2 separate regions of the Zea mays genome follow, and region 2 is linked to region 1. Evidence: chromatin contacts called from public Hi-C data. All regions are on one chromosome and are shown on one strand. The core of a region is the stretch at or near the end of the contact, and the rest is flanking DNA. Distances in the headings are between cores, read along the strand shown. Region 1 holds the start of LOC103654846 (brefeldin A-inhibited guanine nucleotide-exchange protein 1). Region 2 holds the start of LOC100192112.

Evidence for each region. Hi-C and Micro-C count contacts between places; a contact is called where the count stands out from the background.
Region 2: a Hi-C map of leaf shows a contact between it and region 1, with 3 times the contacts expected there. The contact joins the promoter of LOC100192112 here to the promoter of LOC103654846 in region 1. A contact is called at or near these places in 3 of 25 Hi-C or Micro-C datasets (ear and leaf).

What each region holds. Positions count from the first base shown.
Region 1 is chr4:242,377,759-242,384,295 of Zm-B73-REFERENCE-NAM-5.0, reverse strand. It overlaps LOC103654846 (brefeldin A-inhibited guanine nucleotide-exchange protein 1), which reads right to left and starts at 3,485. Exons shown (of 12, transcript XM_008681669.3): 1 at 2,268-3,485; 2 at 775-1,092; 3 at 213-558; 4 at 1-113. The coding sequence starts at 3,259.
Region 2 is chr4:242,641,939-242,648,475 of Zm-B73-REFERENCE-NAM-5.0, reverse strand. LOC100192112 reads right to left here and starts at 3,548. Exons shown (of 9, transcript NM_001137535.1): 1 at 3,165-3,548; 2 at 2,904-3,002; 3 at 1,343-1,595. The coding sequence starts at 3,434.

The DNA of each region.
Region 1 (6,537 bases), core at 2,236-4,735:
GCAGTATTTCTCAAGAAACAAGCAACATCTTCTGGTGTATGCCCTATCTTCTTGCTTTTAACGAGAAAATTAATTCCCTTGGAAGGTTTTCGGTTAAACAAGGATATTCCTTTCTGGAGAAGGACAATTATTCTTCATTAGTCCAAAAATGTGAAACCCTCCTTCAAACTGAGAACCCAAAGTTCTAAACCAAGCATGAAAATAACATATACCTGAAGTTCTATTTTAAAAGCACGACGCTGCTCAAGGGAGGGAGCACCAGATACATCTGGGCTACCAGAGTCAGATTGCAGTTCATAATCAATTCCACTACCATCTTCTCCAATAAGGATGTTGGGGTTATCTATTGAACTTAAAGAACTTAAAGAAGCTTCAGATATTTTTGGTGAAAAATCACCAATTCTCAGCTGTTGGTCCATCCATGAACCCATTGACTTGATTATGGTTGCAAGGCACTTCACTGACTCAATACGAAATGTTTGGTCTTGGGCTATAGTTAATGTTGTTGTAGATCCTGGAGGAACACCTAAAGCAGTCTTTAGAAGTCCATTGACAACCCTGCAAACATCTCCTGAAATTAGAGATGCCTTAATAAATGGTGAAAAGACAATGAAAAATGACGTTTAAAGAGCAGAGCTCAGCGCAATACATCAATCCTCACAGCGTAACTCAACTCAAAGTGCCATGCAAAACTAGAAATCGGGAACTATTGCTTTGTTCGTTTAATGACAAAACAGAAGGCATTCATCAACTACCAAGTTAGAAGTTACATACCTTTCAAAAATATTTGGTGCATCTACATCACAATCATAGTTCACAAAGATATCAATAAGAACCTGAGATTCTTTACAGATCTTCTCCAACAAGTTTAGAACTGTCATTTTTTGTAGAAAGCTAGGTTGATGGACATTCTCAAGAACCCTTAGAACAAGCATTGGAAAGAATATTCCAATTTCCTCTTTCAGTCCAGATCTAAACCTTGACAGTAAGCCCACAAATATGGAGCACAACAACTGGAAAATACTCATTGCTGACAAAGCACTGTTCTTCAATAAGGACAAACAAAGATACTGCTTGATTGCTCCAATGTACCTGAATCAGAAAAGAACTTTCAGTCAAATAGTTTTATTTGCTGTCAAGATCACTCCTTCCCAAAATAACCTAAAGAAACTTCACAAAGTCTCAATGCTGTAAGAGCACAATTGTAAGAGATTCGTTGAAGTCGAAGGTTGAACAATATAATATTTCAAAAGTACCAAGCTTTATTATGTCAAGATCAAAGTAATTTCAACACTCCATTACAAAAGTAACCTAAAGAAAACTTCATTGAACCATAAAGGCCGATAACTGTATGTATACTCTTGTAATAAATTTGCTTCGGAATTACCCTTTCTACTTTACAAATAAAAAAGTGGAAAAAACAACATTAAGCCTATTTCGCTTGATTAGTGCAAAGTTAAGCTATATGTAGGACAACATTCATTTTTGCCCCCTTTTCTGACCAAGTGGCTATTATAGTACATAGCAGCCAAGTAGTAATACCATCCCATTTTCTTCCTTTTCAGTGTGCTTTGGACCCTGTGACTTGTTGTTTATTTGGTCTTTCAGTGAAAGAACCATACAATAAACTTAACAAACCCCAAATGAAAACAATCAAGATATCATTCAGACTATTCAAGCAAGTTCCTCAGGACCTGATTGATTCGAACACAGATTCAGAATGAAGACATGTGAGGGTTTTGACAAATAGGTAATCAGCACTTTCACAAGAAATCATCTGCCGACCAGCCATCCACCTTGATCCTAGAGCTTTTCTAAGTGCTGGTAATAACCTATACCTAAGTACCTATAGATTTTCCTTAATCCTTTTTGTTTTCAAACCTTGCATTCGTGATATAGAATAAATATTTTTAGATGAATACCAAAAATAGAATAAGAGAAATATGTTGACATAACTGAGTAGGCAAATTAGAGAAATATTATGTATAATAGCATAAAAAGGATGAAACATAATTTTAGAGCTAATATGGTGTATGCTTAATGGAACACCTTAGCAAACAAGAATGCTCCACATAGATTTAACATTATACACTACGCCATCCTCCATCCTCCCATTAGACATTAGTCATTTTATACTTCAACGGCACTGCAATGGTGAAATGCACAGTAGGTCCCTAAACTATTTCCGAAATAGTTGTAGTTCTATAAAATTTAGTTAAAAATTGAAATCCACAAGGCTGGAAACAACTACAGGTACGGGGTCATACTTTTCATTTGTTCTCCAGAAAGGGCCAGCATTGTCGATAACCATTTTCAGCAACTCAAGTGACAACACCTTGCCGCGCAGCAACATCTGATCCTCAGGGTTATCTGGCGTCGAGAACTTCATTGACAGCTTACACAGGTTCTTCAAGAGTGCAAGCCCATCCTCTCTAATCTTGCTCATCCCAGTATCCTCCTTTCCATCCACCTCGGTTGGCTCCAAATGTGACCCTGGCTCTGGTGCAACACTCCCCTCCATTGTCTCGTTTATAAACCCCTGAGCCACCTGCACGATGCTGGAGTCGTTCAGGTTGCGATCAGACACGTCCATCATCTCCGTGATCGACACCGTCCGAATGCGCACGTCCATCGAATCCACCTCCACGCGTGCAAACACAATCAGCAGGACCTGCGCCAGCGCAAGCTTGGCGCAGAGCTGATTGGCCCCACTGTTGCTGCTGAGGTATATGTTGTAGCAGGTCTTGAGCACCTGGCCGAGGCCCTCCCCGCGGATGGCGACAGTGGGGCACCGCGCGGCGGCGATGATAACACGGAGGGTGGCAAGCTCCATTGCATCATCAGAGAGAGCGCCACAGGTAAGGACGGCGGTGAAGAGCCTGGAGGTGGGGGAAGAGGCATCGTCCCCGGCGCAGCCGAGGTCGCCAAAGAGGAGGCGGTGGTAAAGAAGTTTGGTGACGCAATCGAGAGCGGGGTCGACGACCTTGGGCGAAGCTGACTCGAGAGCGAGCAGCAGCGCGTGGAGGGCCGCGTCGGCGGCGGCGGAGGGCAGGCCGAGCAGCAGCGAGGATTGCGGCGAGATAGGGTCCGAAGACGGGTATGCCGGCGATGAAGAGAGGAGGTCGAGTGCCGCCTTTGCCGCGGCCACGAGCGCTGAGTGCTTCCGCCATGCGGCGTTTTTTATGATCCGGTCCAGCGCCGGACCCAGAACGCGGCCCGACGGAGACGCCCCGCCGAGTGGCATCGTGGACGTAGCCATGGTGAGGGGTTCTGTGCGTTGGTTTTCGCCCTCGTGATGACCGTCACATCATTGGGGGAGGGGTGGAGATCTGAGAGAGGGAGGTGGAAGAAATTGGAATGGAAAGAGGTGACGGGTGCGTGGGGAGGAATTGAGCGGAGGAGGAAGACGAGGGAGCGAGGGGTAGGGCTGGAACTTTGACTTTTCATGTGCGCACTCAAACAGAGGATGGAATCACAATTTTGGTGGTTGACTTGTAGGAGTAGTTTCTAAAATACTCTCTCAATTCCAGAATACAAGTCATTCAAAAACTCTTAAAGAGTCAATGTTTTTTAAATTTAACCAAATTTATACAATAAATTAATAAAATTTACGATATCAAATGCCCTAAACCTTATATCATTAGAATATTCATTAAATATATTTTCATATTATATCTATTCAGTGTCATAAATCTTTATGATTCTGTCTGTACTTTTGATCAAACTTGAAAACTTTGACTATTCAAGAATTTTAGAATGACTTATATTTTGGGACGGATAGAGTAAAAAACAACTCCATCCGTACTAAAATACTAGCCGTTTTAGCTATTGGTTTTTATGTTTATATTCAAATATATAAAAAAACATAGAAACTTGTATAAAACACATACATTGAATATTGTATAAACTAATTAATTAACTAAAATAAATTTTAATTTGGAACGAAGGGAGTATATTGTTAGTACCAAAATATGAAGAGCTACTACCAAATATAAACCAATGTATACCTTCTGTTTCGATTTAGTCATTTTGATTTACTAGATACTGTTTTGATTTATTAGATATATAAATTTTTATTATCAATTTAAATATTCGTATAGTTTAGATCAAATGATGATATTACCACAAAAGTTATTATTGGATATAGATCAAATCACAATCATTTTTATAGGCGATTATTCTTTATTGATTATTTGAATCGTAGTATTTTGTAAAAAAAATATAACGGGTTATTTGTTCTAATTAATGTTTTTATTTAGTGTTGTATATCTTGTATTAAATCATTCTGCTAGTAGAATATAATTATCAAGTTTCATGATATTGTGGTGAAAAAATCATTGCAAACATAAATATTTAATAATTTTCTAAGGTTATGTTAAGTATCTCTCATACTATGTTAAGGATGTTATATACTATCATATTTTTTATACTATTGTATTTGTTTATTTGCAATTACTAGTATGCCCCTTTGTTTTTTAATACGCTTTTTAGTTCAAAATGAACTAAGAGCGTCACCAGCTGTTTTGTAAAAAACTCCCTAAAGTCAGATGTTTAGTAGGATTTAAAAATATATATATTTTCCAGTAGTTCTCTATTTTAGCTGCCAAATATTTCAAAGTATGTCAGCTAGAAACTCCTCTCGCTCTCACGTTCTAAACAAATTATATTCTTCTCATCAAATGTAAACATGTTATTTTTTTGTAGTGGTTCTAAAATTATGCGTACAACGTAGACGCAAATTTCTATGATTCATGGATTCCAAACATGACCTAAATTACAAACTTCAGAAATAAAAAAGTGTAACATGCAGCAAAATTATTTTCCAAGAAATAGGCAGAAGTTTATTAATAAAAAATATAAGAGAATACAAACAGAAGACATATAACACTAATCTCGCACAAAAAAAGAGGCTTTGAGGAGTTCCTTTCGGGTTGCCAAATGTGGGGATAAGAAAGGATTAAATAGCAACTTTTTAAATTTAGCAACATCGTTTAGGATATTATTAGAGACGTGTTTTTCTAATAACTTCTTAAACTGAGATTTAGAAACTTTTTATGTAACAGTTGGAGATGCTCTAACCGGCCTCAAAGTATTTGAGAATGGAGGTATTATAACACAATTGCTAATGTTACTTAAAACCAATGTTACATTAGCTATTGGTTTTTATATCTAGTACACGTACCTTATGACTTCTTCGTAACATGAGAATAATTTTTATGCGGACGGATCTTATTTAAAACACTGTTTCAGCATTACTTTATCTATTTTTATTTACTCTCCTTATTCTCTGCCATTTAAAAAATAATTTCTCTATCATGTATCGCAATACAAAAAGCTTTAAAGAAACTCTCAATGACACCATCACACCACGACCCGATTTCTCTCTCGCGCCATCGTCTCGTCCTTCGAGATGCGCCATCACTTAATTATTTAGTGTCATCTAGACGAACTTGAACATTTTATTTCGTGAAGTAATTTTATTTTATTTCATGGATTAAGAGATTTTGTTATTAAATTAGATTTATGTGAGATACATGTTTTATATTTTGATCTCTTTGAAGCCATAGAGGACGTGTTTTGGTTCTGCTTACGGCTGGAAATGAAATTGTGGGCTGGAAATAAAGTTGTAGCAGTAACTCGACTCGGTTTAGATCGGTTTGGCACTCCGAACGTGTTTGAACCAAGCCTATTTTTATGGCTCGTGAAAAGAACGAGTCAGCTCGACTCGTAAGCTAGCTCATGACTCGATCCAACAACAATTAGTTACATAAAATCTTAATTCGTATATAATATTAATACCAAATAGACAATTAATTTATGTTTTTTGAGATTACTATACAAATTTAATATATTTTCTATATCATATTAGTAATATATTTATTTTTACTAATTTAAAATGTGTTATTTAAATTACTTTTGATATTTTATATTATAATTTGTAGTGCAAGTTCCCATGAGCGAGGCGAGTCGAGCCGACTTTTTCAGACTCGTTAGATGAAAGAGCCGAGCCGACTGCGATCGGCTTGGCTCATTTCCACCCCTAGTTCTGATTTTGAAACATGCTTATGCTTTAGAAAAGCAAAAGCTAAACCAAATATGTTCAACTTTTGCGCAGCTACTTTAAAAAAACAGGTTTTATGTAGTAAATAGTTTAAATGTCACTTTTATTTCAGTTAGCGGATATACTTAGTTTAGAAATTAGGGGTCCGTTTGGTCGGATGGTGGCTATAAAAAAGTTGTTGTGTGTAGGAGTTGTGAAAAAAACTATTGTAGTTTGTGAGCTGTAAAAAGCTCAAAGTCGTCTGGTGCAAGCCGCTAAAAATCTTCTATATATATTGTAAAGTTCTTTTATCCGAAAGCCGGAAAACAGGTCTAGATGTAATTTTAAATTTGCATTATGGAAAAGTTGGCTTTTAAGGAAAAAATGTTAAGTAGATTTAGCCCGTTTAGCTTTTGGAGACAGAATCGTAGCAAAAAACAAATCAAACACATATTTACTCATATTTAGTACAACATCTCAGCCTTACATTGTTTTGT
Region 2 (6,537 bases), core at 2,299-4,798, 260 kb before region 1:
TGACCTGGTGGAGCCGCGGCACGTACACAGACTGCACGTACTAGTGTTCTGGACAGGGACTTGACGCAGCCATGCCATACAGGAGGATAGAGAGAGAGAGTGAGAGAGAGAGGGAGGCGCGTCTCTCTGTGTGTGTGCGTGCCGCGTGCGTAGATGGAGATGGAGTGGGTGATACAGGATCCACACTTGAGCAGGGTGAGTGTGAAGCAGCTTCACCGAACCCTTTTCTGCCGTGCTCTGCTCCCTCCTACTCCTTTCTCCTTCGGTTGCGCGGAGATATTCCGCGCGGCAGAGATGACAAATGTCTGCGGGGTTCTGGGCTAGGCAACGCAACGCAACGCATGATCCATATCCATCGCCACTCGGTCCCACGTGGCACGGTTCGGTGAAGAATCTGCGCGCCATAAGCACCACCTCCTCGTCCCTCTGCCTCTGCCTCCGCATCTGCATCTGGCGCGGCACGAGCGAATATGCCACTCCTCCTCCTGAGCGCTGCGCTGACAGTGTCAGGACAGGCCGCAATAGTAAACGCACCGCCGCGCAGTAACCCTAAAACAACAGTAACAGTAGCCGCAGCATACGTAGTAGTATCACCGACGACCCACCCGACGCCGACGGCGTCAGGGCCGTGCGCCCCGCCCGTGACCATGCCGCCGAGACATCAACGGCGCGCCCGTGGCTCCTCCGCGGGGCGCACATAACAAACGTTGGTGGTCCGGTCCGGCCCGGCCGGAGCCGCGCGGTCCCGGCCCGGCGGGCGGAGGAAGACCGTAGAATCCCAACGGCAGGACTGGAGATCCGGGCTACCTGCTGGGTACGCCCGGGGACGGCCCACACGACTCACGAGTCACGAGGAAGTGGGGGGTCCCGTCACCCGTGGCGGTGCGTCTGTCAGGGCGCGAGAGCAGCGCGCGCGCGCGCGGCAAGAGGCAGCCGGGTGCACCGCAAGGACTGTCGGTGGCGTTGGCGTCTGATCTGGGACTCTCATTGCGTACGTACCCTACGTGCCTACAGCCCTACAGTATACAGTAGCAGTAACAATAATAATCCAGCGGCTCCACTCGCCTGGCCCGAAAGTCAAGGCCAGTTGGCACGTGCCCTAGGCCGTAAAAAGTCAATTGCGCAGCCCTCCCCTCCGGATTTTAGCTTAAAACTAAACCTTGACCTATACGCAACCCAAGCCTGCGTTTTTCTTAAAGTGTATATATAATGTGCTCCTTCCTAGGCTAACGAACTTAGCGCCGGCAACAAAGAGCACGGTAAATACAAATACTTACTTAATGATGAACGACGAAATGAATGGAAATGCACGGAAGGTGGTGGTAGGGTAGGGCATACTGACCGAATCTCCAGCGCGCCTGGACGAGGGCGATCTCCGGGTTGTGGACGAGGTAGGGGATGGTGCGCTTGAGGTAGTCCGGGTCGGGCTGGAAGTCGGCGTCGAAGATGGCCACGTACTCGCAGTCGCGCACGTACGCGTGCCTCATCCCCGCCCGCAGCGCGCCGGCCTTGTACCCCTTGCGGTCCTCCCGGATCTGGTACGTTATGTTGATCCCCTTCCGAGCCCACCGCTCGCACTCCATCCGCACCATCTCCTGCTCATCACATTTCGTGCCCGATCCAATTATTATTAGGCTTCCCCCCGCCCCCCTTTTTGGGGATCTGGAATAATAATACTACAGCAATGCAGAAAATATAGGGTGCCTATGATGAAACAAACATCTTTTTTTTACCCTAGTAGTACTAGTGCCGTCGCCGGAGTTGAATAGCGCACGCAATTAACCCATCCGCACTCTTAAAGAAAGGTGAGGGTAACCGGATCCAATGTGGCTGTGAGGGGAGTGTGGTCACTGGTCAGCACTCGGCACGGCTTTTGCACGTGCCTAGGGTCTTTACCATTTTGTTTAGGAGGAGGAGGAGGGTCATGCACAGCACTGAAGAAGAGCCCCCTGATTGTGCTTAATTAGCGGGGGCATTGAATGCTCTGCATGGACGACGGACGACCACCACCGCCAGTCCGCCACCACCTCAAGCAATCAATGCCGTAGGTCTAGAAATGGCAGCGCGCAATGGCCAGCCAACGATGCCGACCACGAATCCCCACTGTGCGCGAGATTACCCCTCTTTACTGCTGTTTTTTACTGCCGCGCCGCCGCGGAGGAGACAGTTTTCCACACGCTACCATACAGTTTAATGCACCCCCGAAAACCCAATGCGTAAAAATACGTAATGAAACGTACTACTAGTAAAATAACTGAGAATACCTAGGCTGCTAGGCAAGTAGGCAAGCAGACATGGGCCCATGGTTCCCCGTTCCCGCCAAAAAACATAGCGAGAATGGGTGTGTTGCTAGTAGTACTAGCTAGCCTATTTGCAACGTATTTTCGTAATACTGTAGTTCCTAAAACTGCGAAGCTGATGCCGTCACGTGCACTGTACGCAGCAGTGCAGCAGTAGTAACTGTAAGATGTGTGGTTTTTTTTTTCTTTTACCCGCTTCTTCTACAAGTGTCATTATTACCGCACAAACACAGCCGGAGCCGGGGGCGGCGTAGCATGATGCGGGGGCTGACGGGCTGTACAGTGGCGTGAGTAAAAAGAGGACAAGGGTGGTCGGGGCCAGGCCTGGCAGGATGCCCGGGCGCTGCGGCCTCCTTCAATTCGGCTGGGGACAGGAAAAAAAAGGTAAAAAAAAGGGGCAGAGGAAACCAAAGTCTAATCTAAAGAAGTAAAAAAAAAACAAAAGGCAGAGGCGCAGGCGACTGTCCGTATGGAACTACAATGGCCACCCACCGACAGGCAGAAGATAACGCTGCTGCAGATGCTAATGCATTACGCACAGGTACATGATTAGCAGCAGTAAAGAGAAAAAAAAAATCTCTGGCGAAACGCAAGCTAGTATACCTTAATCACTTCGTCCGTGGAGTCGTCGAGCACCTGCACCACCAGCCGGTCCGCCGGCCACGACAGCCCGCACACGGCGCCGATGGACAGCTGGTACACCTGCAGAGAACGCACGCCCGCCCGCCCGTGGCACCACCGCAAGGCAACCAAGGTTATTAGTGACCCAACGAATCCGGAGTAAAACCGCTGCAACGGGCGCTTGGCCGGCAATGGCGGCATGGCGCTGCAATGTAATGCGGCGGCGGGCGGGGGGGTACGGACCTCGCGCTCGTTGAACATGGGGATCTGGACGAGCACGACGGGGAACGCGGAGGAGCCCAGCTCCGGGTCGTCCTCGGGGAGGGGGTCGCAGCGGTAGCGGCGGTCGGGGCGGAGGCGGAGCAGGCGCACCCCGGAGATGACGACGGCCATGTACACGCGCTCAAGGAACAGAAGCACCGACATGGTGAGGCACACGGCCACCGCCAGCCGCAGCAGCGGCACGATCACCGGCGCGCGCACCTGCGACCACGCCTCCGGCAGCGCGTCCATCGCTCTCGCTCTGGCTCCGGCGGCGCCGCGGGGGTAGGGGGGTGGGCTGGGCGCCTGGGCCGCCTGCCTGCCTGCCTGGGCTCGGCTCGGCTCTGTGTGAGTGTGACTCGGGCGGGCGGACGGGGCGGGCTGCGGGATGCGAGTGCCCGGAGTGAAGGGGTTTATAGAGGCCACCACCCACGTGCTTAGCCTCAGCCCTCAGCGCCGCATCAGAGGGACGCCGTAGGGTTTTGTGTATGCACTGTACTACGCCCTAATAATAGCCTAATACCTCCTCCCTCAATCCCACCGCACTTATTTCTTTTCTCTCTCTCTCTCTTCGAATCTACTACTGAAGACCAAGCACGCAAGCATTTTTCAGATGTTTTTTTTTACTGCGACCTACCTACTAGCACGAATATATATATATATATATATATTTTAGCGTGGACTCGATGAAACTGCAAGTGTGTGTGTGTGTCGGTTGGCATTGGCGCCAAATTGAGATGCAGATCCAGTTTGCGTCGTAGAGAAAGAACATGGCCGTCCATTGATCCGGGCCATTAGAGAGCACCGACGAACGCGAGCCCGTCGGTCGCGTCAGTCGAGTCGTGGCCGAGCATGTTCACTGCGCTGCGCTAGCTCTCACAGCGACAGCGCTGCTCCAGCTCGGCACAAGAATATTTTTTTTCTCTCTTTTTACTACTAGCGTCTGATCGTCACGCACGCACGCACGCATCATCTCTGCTGCACTGTTTGACCTGTGAAATGAAAGTATAAGTGTATTATGTATAAGCGAGGAGGTGATCTGGGATCCAAGGCCGATGCAGAGAAGAAGGGCCGTGGAAAGGAGGAGGAGGAGGAAGAAGAAGAACAAGTGCAGCATGATTGGCGCGCGGAAGGCGACGGTAAAACGTGTCGACATGGACGATCGGGCGCCTGACAGTAAAAAGCAGAGGATGGGATAGAGTCGGCTGGGGCCGTCAGTGGTAGTCCCGGACTCCCGGTGGGGGCGGACGGGACGGGGGTAAATGGGCCCTGCGAAGGGTGTCGGTGGCGCCGCTAGCTGGCGATAAGGGGGTGTGTGTGTGAGTGTGACGCTGCCGCAATGGCACTTGTACTGCTGGCTGGAACCTGGAAGCAGCACGAGCTCGTGTCATGGGGCGTCGTCAGTTGTGCCGGTTCCTGCCGTCTGTCTAGCCTGAAGATGAGCTGCCTGGTTGGTTGGCTTGGAATCAGGTTCTACTCGCTCGAGGTCGAGGAGAGTTGAGCGCTGGTAGTGTAGTACTAGCCTGGTAGAGACTGCAGTAGGTCTTGCAGACAGAGCGCACTTTTGGGGTTCTTGGGATTGGCTTCGATTAATTACAGAGCGCAAATTAGAAGAAAAAGGGCGCAAATTACAGAGCGCAAATTAGACCAAAAGCGTTGCGAAAGCAAGGATGGAAAAAGGGCGATTAGAGGGGGGGGTCAAGTTCCTATGCCGGAGTCTGCAAAAAAAAAGCTGAAACATTATGTTTCCATTAATTCTTAAAAAAATGTAGTCATGCAGATGCAGGTGACCGCAGTGGAAGAGCCTTTCTTCCTCCTTGATTTTCGCGGAGATGATTTGCCTGAATCACAGGCCAAAAAACTGCCGGAAAACCACATCAGCAAACCCCGCCCTGTCGACCGTTTAACGTTTAGCTGTGCAAAAGGCCGGCCGGACCCGTTTTGATCTTCTGTCAGCGCACACAGGGCCACCACCCCGGTATCCATGGGCGAATTTAGGGGGTTATCGGGTCAGCAGGCCCCGATGAAGTTTATAAATTTTTTTAGCGAAACACCGTTATGTTAGATTCTATGTTGCCTAGTATCGGTTACTAAGTCTCTAGAATACCAACATGTCTAAAATAACTTGATGATGAGTAGATCTATTCTACTGAAGGGTATAGGTATATATATACTGTCGTTATTGTTCCTAGCCATCATTGCGGTGACGTCTTGCAGTGAAGGCTCGCCTTCTACTACTTCTTGATCTCTCTGCGTGTGGCGAGAAGATTGGTTCTCGTCGTTGATCGGCGGTGGATCTGAGACATAGTCACAGGTATTCCAGTCACTCCGAACGCCTAGGAGATCGGTTCCTCTCAGTATGTCGATTAGGGTTTTAAGGTCGAGCGATTAGTGTTGGCTAAACATATCGGGCACCTTAATCTATTTATATGGCGTCGTATGACCGAGGGCTGCAACCAACGGTTAGGATAGCCCCCCCCCCCCCCCCCCCCATCAGGGGCACGGTTAGGATTAACCCTATCCTGGTTACTGTTAACCGGCTAGTGTAGAGAACACATCCTAATAATCTCTCATTTGTTCTCTACATACCTCTCACTCAAACTTTTATGAATTCCATCCTTTGACAAGTTTACACATAGAGACCAATGTGTGACAATGATCTATTAAGTATCACCGCATTCATTGGCTACAACATGCTCCCCTGCTTCAGAACGAAAAGATTTTACTAGGTTGCAATTTGTAGCCCATGTGATTTAGGATCATAGATGCTCCCTTAAACCCATACCGGCTGCGTGCTTACTAAACACGTTGGGTGGAAGACCTTTTGTGAGCGGATCCGCAAGCATCTGATGGATTCTTATATGCTCAACTTGAATGGTGTGATCAGAATCTTCTCCTTAACAATATAACACTTAATGTCAATATACTTGGCAGAGCCACTTGACTTATTGGAGAAAAATACCGCTGGCTCATTGTCGCAGTAAATTCTCAGTGGTCGCTCTATGCTATCAACCACTCTTAGTTCGGGTACAAATTTCTTTATCCATATCGCATGTCCAGTTGCCTCATACGTAGCCCCAAAGTCAGCGTGCATTGTCGACGATGCTCTCATTGTCTGTTTGCAACTCTTCCAAGAAATAGCTCCCGCGGAGAGCATAAAGATATACCCTAAAGTGGACTTCGGTGTATCTCTACACCCTCCCCAGTCGGCATCTGCATAGCTGGTATCAGAGCCCGGTGCTTCATTAGAGCCTAACCGCTCGAAGTGATGTCGGGAGATCACGCCAAGAAGGTGATGGAAACCGGCGACAAGCCCACTACAAGCCACAGGAAAGCTTCATCGAAAGAGTCCCGC